2 separate regions of the Sus scrofa genome follow, and region 2 is linked to region 1. A link is a contact called in public promoter capture Hi-C data. All regions are on one chromosome and are shown on one strand. The core of a region is the stretch at or near the end of the contact, and the rest is flanking DNA. Distances in the headings are between cores, read along the strand shown. Region 1 overlaps ZBTB20 (zinc finger and BTB domain-containing protein 20). Region 2 holds the start of TIGIT (T-cell immunoreceptor with Ig and ITIM domains).

Evidence for each region. Promoter capture Hi-C pulls out the DNA fragments that hold promoters and counts their contacts.
Region 2: a contact with region 1 is called in a promoter capture Hi-C map of liver, with 3 times the contacts expected there. The contact joins the promoter of TIGIT here to the enhancer-like site in region 1. A contact is called at or near these places in 1 of 5 promoter capture datasets (liver), 5 of 47 Hi-C or Micro-C datasets (embryonic fibroblasts, fetal skeletal muscle, heart right ventricle and 2 more) and 1 of 2 datasets of contacts at active chromatin or transcription factors (skeletal muscle).

What each region holds. Positions count from the first base shown.
Region 1 is chr13:145,647,710-145,650,679 of Sscrofa11.1, forward strand. ZBTB20 (zinc finger and BTB domain-containing protein 20) reads left to right here. Exons shown (of 10, transcript XM_021071270.1): 10 at 1-2,970. Among named protein-coding and RNA genes, the nearest start is that of DRD3, 120 kb to the right of the region's middle. Within about 2 kb of position 1,397, at least 17 of the 83 cell types and tissues checked have an H3K27ac peak or open chromatin away from gene starts, as enhancers often do. A contact at or near this core is called in liver, retroperitoneal adipose tissue and subcutaneous adipose tissue, where this site is marked.
Region 2 is chr13:145,797,403-145,800,694 of Sscrofa11.1, forward strand. It overlaps TIGIT (T-cell immunoreceptor with Ig and ITIM domains), which reads right to left and starts at 1,622. Exons shown (of 7, transcript XM_003358804.4): 1 at 1,488-1,622. The region is part of intron 4 of DRD3 (D(3) dopamine receptor); the gene reads left to right.

The DNA of each region.
Region 1 (2,970 bases), core at 147-2,646:
TTAAGATTTCTTAGGATGAATACTGAGAACAAGAGCTGGTATGAAAAAGTACATTATTTTTAGCAATTTATGATATAAACTGGATTAGCTGAACAAAGGATAGGATAAAAACCAAAGAGGAAGGTTTATCTCAAGACATTTAGATAAAGTCTACTAAAAATAAAATTTCCCAGCACTAAAAACATAGGTAGCATCTCAGCAGAGCAGGCAATTTTTCCCCATTAATATAATAAATGCCAATATTTGTAACCTCCAAAGCCCCAAATGTGTAAAATAGAGCCCCAAAAAGGAGGGAGTATGGACACATGGATCTGATACAAATCTAAACATGGAAAAAGACTGAGAAACAAGCCAGGCCAAAAAAAAAAAAAAAAATCTGAACTAAAAGTTTCTACATCAAAACATTTCTTAGTATACAGTTTGGTAAACTTTAGCTCTTAATAACAGCATTTATAGACTTTTCCTTCCCCAAATTCCTAATGCTCCACATCTGTTTGTGCCATGAGTAAGTACGGTAGATAATTTCCTGCTCTTGTTCCAGCCGAAGCCCATTCCTTCTTCCTAGGCCTCTCGGAGGTCATAGTAGCTCCTGGCCTTAGAAAGAAAGGCTTGGATTTGCTTTGTTTATAAGGCACAGGGATTTTATTTTATATCAGCTCAACATTCTATAAGGACCAAGAAAACTTCTTTCAACCCACGGACAGTTAGAATTTGTGCATTGTGGTAGGAAAAGAGCAAATTTCCCTTGGGTGTGTTTGTTCCACCTAACTGCTGATGATGCCTTTGCCTACCTGTACTCCATCTGAATTACACACTGACAGTGTGGGCCCAGCCCACGCCCTGAATGAGTGGTTTCCCTCAGCACAGAAGTTGAAAGTGATATGTACTTCTAAAATCCCTCAGAGCCCCAAGGAAACATAATAAGAGTTCCTGTCGTGTCCTTGGTGTGGCTGCTCCAGAACGCTCCCAATACATGGCCCTTAGGAAAGGGGGCAATGAGGTAGATCTGGCCAGGATTCCCAGGAGTCATACCCATTCTAGAGCCTTCCTCAGTTGTTCTAGAAGATGTTATTTAATCACTTGGGGCCAGGAGCAGAGACGTGATGTGTGATCCTGCAGCAAAGGTATCAGCTAACTACATGGGGTCTGCATCTGCTGTAGCCAGTGTGTTGCTGGGGCAAAAAGAGGGTGCAAGGGAGGAGCAGGCCCAACCCGAGATGCCCTTGGGGTTTAGGAGAAGGGAGGGTGCCCTTTCGGTTGTGACCTGACTCTTAAAAGAAATCTTCTGAAAGAATTCTTGAATGTAGTCTTGAGTTGAAGTCCAGGGTCCTGGGAGCCCTGGGGAAGAGAACAGAAGGATTGCAAAATGCATTCAGCACCCAATAATGTGAAGCCAGAAAACATCCAATCACAGCACTAGGAGGTTTGGCAAGAGGTATTTAGAGAACTCTCTGGGCTTTTCCATGGGTAGGGTCGACAGACTTTCTTTTGAGTGATTTCTGGCTCTGAGAACCCTCTTTACTCACTATAAAAGAACTTTATTTAAATGACCAATTTTGTCCCCCAGAAAAAGAAATTTTAGAAAGAGAAAAATGGGACACTAAAGGCAGAACCATGTGACTTGGTGTCAAACAAAAGGAAAGGGGCGCATCAGAATTTCAATAGGCTCCCTAATTTCACAGAAAAGCAAGGCAACCCAGTGCCTCTCGGTCTGGAGCATGTAAAGAGTGCTTGAGCTGACCTGCCATCAGGCTCCCCCTGTGCCAGAGGCAACCTCATGGGGGGAGCAGCGGCAGCTGCTTTCTCTTCTGTGTTTTCATGAAGAAAGGGCCTGTTCTCCTAGGTGCCCAGGAAGTAGATGACCCAGGGCAAACTTTCCAAAGCAGTCTCTACCCTGTGCTCAGACCACGTATGGCAACAGAAAAGGGGCACCTCGGAGGCGCTCTTGCCCTAGAGAGAGGATATTTTCATATTCCCAAGAGCTGTTTGTGTAGTTTGCATTTCAGATACTGCTTAAATCTCCCCAAGAAGGAAAGCTGTGATGACTCAGTGTTCCTGTAAGCACAAAGCCTGGAAATTACAAACCCAAAGCATCATTTCTGGCACTAGGTACTAAGACGATTAGCCTGACCAGAACACCCCAAAGATTTTTCTAAGTCTCTGAATATTTTTTTTCTTCTGGAACACCGAATCCATAGCGGTCAGCAGTACCCATTAACAGATCCCAGAAGATGGTGTGACACACTAGTGTCTGTTTCAATTCTTTCTAGAGTAAAGAGGTAGAAGATGAGGGCTACACAGGTTTCTTTTCAGGCCTGTGTGTTTTACTGAACGAGGGGTGAAAATGATGCCCTGAGTTGAAACAAGAAACATCACTTTTTCACACCGCTGGCCGAAATGCCTAGGTTCCAGTGGTTCTTCAGGCCCAGCCTATTGCTCCAAAAACCGAATACTTTCAGACTAAATCTAATCTGAAGTGACCTCAGTTAAAGTATTTTGGCAGGAAGCCACTTATAGTAAAGAATTACTGCCTTAAATCAGAAAGCCCAGGGAAGAGAATAGAAGATAGAGAAACTGTAAGGGTGTGAAGACATGGCCATTTCTTGCTTCTTAATGGTTATATTATCAAAAAAAATGAGCCCCACTCGTGACTGAAAATGATGGAAACAGTGACTTTGGGGGGAGGCACCAAACTTGTCCAGAACTGGCTACACTCAGGAAGTGGCTGCTATTTCCTGTCCTATCTCAGTGACATAGGTCTGGGCTGGATAGAAAACAGACATCCTATTAGCCAAATAGTGAGTTGCATAAGACAGGATCACAGGTGCCTAAGATGCCAGTTTTAATCATGTGCTTAACAGGGAGAACAATCTCAGCAAAAAGCTTTCTTTTCCTGTACAGTGTATATCTCTGAACTTTTTTTTTTTTTTCTCAGTTTCAGTGAGCATCTGGTTTATCTGGTGGTTCTTT
Region 2 (3,292 bases), core at 372-2,871, 150 kb after region 1:
AAAAAGCTTTCTCCTTCAACAATTCCACTAGGGGAGTCCACAGAACTAAAGATTTATTGAGCCCCCTGTCTGACCAAATAAAAGGTGGTGAAAAGCAGCCCTCACCGAGCCTGGGGCTCATTAAACCCAGGCGGGGAGTTAGACTCAGGCCCTCCCACCAGCCCAGCCTCCTTCCTCCCCCTCTGCAGCTTCCTCTGGAGGCACTCTCGCCAGTTCCCCCACACACACACCTCCCTCCCCAGGATAGAGCTCCAGGCTGAGGTCACCTTCTACAGGGATCCTAAGACTCTCAGTAGAGTGACAAGCCCATGAACCCCAGTCCCAGAACTGAGAGTCAGAAGGGGCATCATAGTTTAATTCATTTGTGCAGAAATGTCACATGCTCCCAGGGGTCCTGCAGCCTGTTAGTTCTGGGACTAGAAACTGGAGTCTCCCACACCACTCCTACGTCCTTTTCATCAAGTGGCCTCTTTACTGGTGGAGATGGGGATGGGACGCTGAGAGAGGAGCCACCATCCAGGAAGGCAGGCCACCCCTCTAGGCGCAATTTCCTGGGAGTAAACCAGGCACATTTCCTTTGTCTTCAGTGCCCTGGCTACCTCCATGCTAATCCTAACTTGAGTGAATCTAAAAGCAGCAAGAGTAGAACTAGCTACCATTTATTTAGCATGTAGTGTGTGCCAGGCAAGAGCTTGTCATTATTGCTAATCCTCACAACGCCCTAGCAAGGTAGGTGTATTATCTGCATTCTGTATAAGTAAAGATCTTTATGATTCTAGACTGTGTAGGTAAGCTTGCCCAGATGGCACAGCTGATGGGTACAGAAGTAAGGATTCAGTCAGCATCTTTCTACTCCAGATCACTGCCTTAGAGGCCCTTAGCCATACTCCAGGCCCCTCTAGCTCTGAGCCACACTGCCTGGCTGGAAATCCTGGCTCTACCGCTTAATAACAATGTGACATTGAGCAAGTCAGTTAACCTCTCTGGGCCTCAGTTCCTTTATCTGTTCAGTGGAGATAATAGCAAAAGGGTCGTTATGAAGATTAAATGAGTTAATATTTGTAAAGCACTTTGAACAGTTGCCCAGCACATAAAAAGTGCTTTATACTTGTGTGTTTGTTAAACAAATAAATTTAATGTTCCCTGATAATCAGGAATAAGGGGCAGACACCCGTGAACTTATTGATATGAACAATCACAGACCCCTTGGCCTAGCACAGTAAAAATGACAATAATAATAAAAATAATAACACTGTTTTTTGAATTCTTTAGTATATACCGGATATTTTGAGAAAAAAATCTCACAGGGATAATCTCATTCAATATCCGTTAACAGCCCTATCGGGCAGAATCATTATCCCCATTGTGCAGAGGAGGAAATTGAGTCTCAAAGAAGTCAAATATCTGGTCCCTGGCCACACGGTTAAGCGACAGGCCAAGTGGGATTCAGACGCTAATTAGTCTGTCTCCAAGGTCCATTGACTTACCCACTGTGCACACAGCCAGTGTAGCGGCCAGAAGGGACCCAGAAACTAGGAGCTCAAAGGGCTGGAGCCTGGCCAGGCAGCGACCCGGGGAAGAGCGCGCTGGCGCGCACTGGCCAAAGACCCGGAAGAGCCGGGTGAGCGCCTTGGGCCGGCGCCCAGCCCTGCCCTCGCCTGAGGTCAGTCTTCTTCGACCGATCAGGGAGGAGACCGGAGGCTGAGCAGTCTGCTCGAGTGGGAATTCGGAGTCCCTGTAGGGCGGCAGGAACCGGGAAGAGGGGGAGAGCCTTCCCTCTCCGCCTCCCCACCAGGCCTGGAGAGCCCCCAGGTGAGCAGTGAACTTCTCACCCCGCCGCGCTGGCGGGGTTCTTGCTGCATTATGGTGCCCTCCGCTGGTCAATCTCGGAACAGCCTCCGTGCCTCAGCTCCTATGCCAGCTTCCTGGCGGAAAAACCTGGGAAGCAAATGGAGGTGGGGGAGCTCATTTATTCGAAATATTTAATCATGTTTTAAAATTAAGAAGAAAAAATATAAATGTAACAGGGTCAGTGTAGTCTCATCTCTCACTTCTTACCCAAGTTAGCAAGAATTTTTGACGCAGAAATTTTCCCCCAGGCTCTTTCTCCAGCTTGCCTAATCATAATCCTCTTGCTTGTTAAAAATACACACTTCTAGACTGGACCACACTTCTAGACTGGACCAAATATCCAAGGGGGTGGCCTTGGAATATGTATTTTAACGGGACCCCCAGACAATGAATAGAATCAAACTAATTGAGGAAGCTCTGTTCTGGATGGCCCTGGTGCCCTCATAATACACCTGTCAATGCTACCTTTGCTGGGGAAGCCCTTGTCCTCACAAGGCCTGGAAGACTTGCAATGCCCTTTACAAGGAGAGGGCACTCAAGAGACACCTGACCTCAGAGTCTGCACTGCCCCCAGCTATGGGAACTTGGTTCCATCGTGCAGCCTCTCTATGGCTCTGATTCCTCCTTTGTAAAATGAAGTCAGTTCCCTACACTCACTGACTTATTGAATTAATGAGAACCTCCAAGAAATTGCTGGATGCTGAAGCATAGCTAGGCAAGTGTGCAGCTCTCAGTGGTGGGCTTGTTTATTATTTTTTTATTTTTCAGGGCCGCACCTGCAGCACTTGGAAGTTCCCCGGGGCCAGGGGTCAAATGCGAGCTGTACCCTACAGCATCAGCAACACCAGATCCAAGCTGCATCTACAACCTGAGCCACAACTTGCGGCATTACCAGATCCTTAACCCACTGAGGGAAGCCAGGGATCAAACCCATATCCTTGGAGACACTATGTCGGGTTCTTAACCCTCAGAGCCACAATGGGAACTCCTCAGTGGTGGCCTTGGAGTCAGTTCCTAATGGCTAGTGAGAGAGGATTGGCCAAATCTGAGGAATTTTTTAAGCCAGTTGTTAATCCTGTGGTGTAACTTGAAACCGACAAGGATGGGAGTAACTGTACCACAGAAATTGACAAATTATGTAAATTAGGGCTTTTTTTTCACCTGGAGAGCCAAATATCAGGTATTTAACAGCACACCACTGAAACCACTGAATGTATGGGATAGTCAGCTTCTTTTACATCAAGAGCCATTATGTAAATGAGGGGTCTGGGCCCAGCTGCAGGTCTGGACATTAGGAATTTTATCAAACCTTTCCTTCCCGACCCTCAACAACTGTTTGGCCATGACAGCTGCAGGACTCAAGGTTCAGCCTCTCAAGGAGCCTCAGGGATCTCTGCTTAGGGGCCAGCCCTGGTGGACATATCGGCCTTGAAGCCCCAGC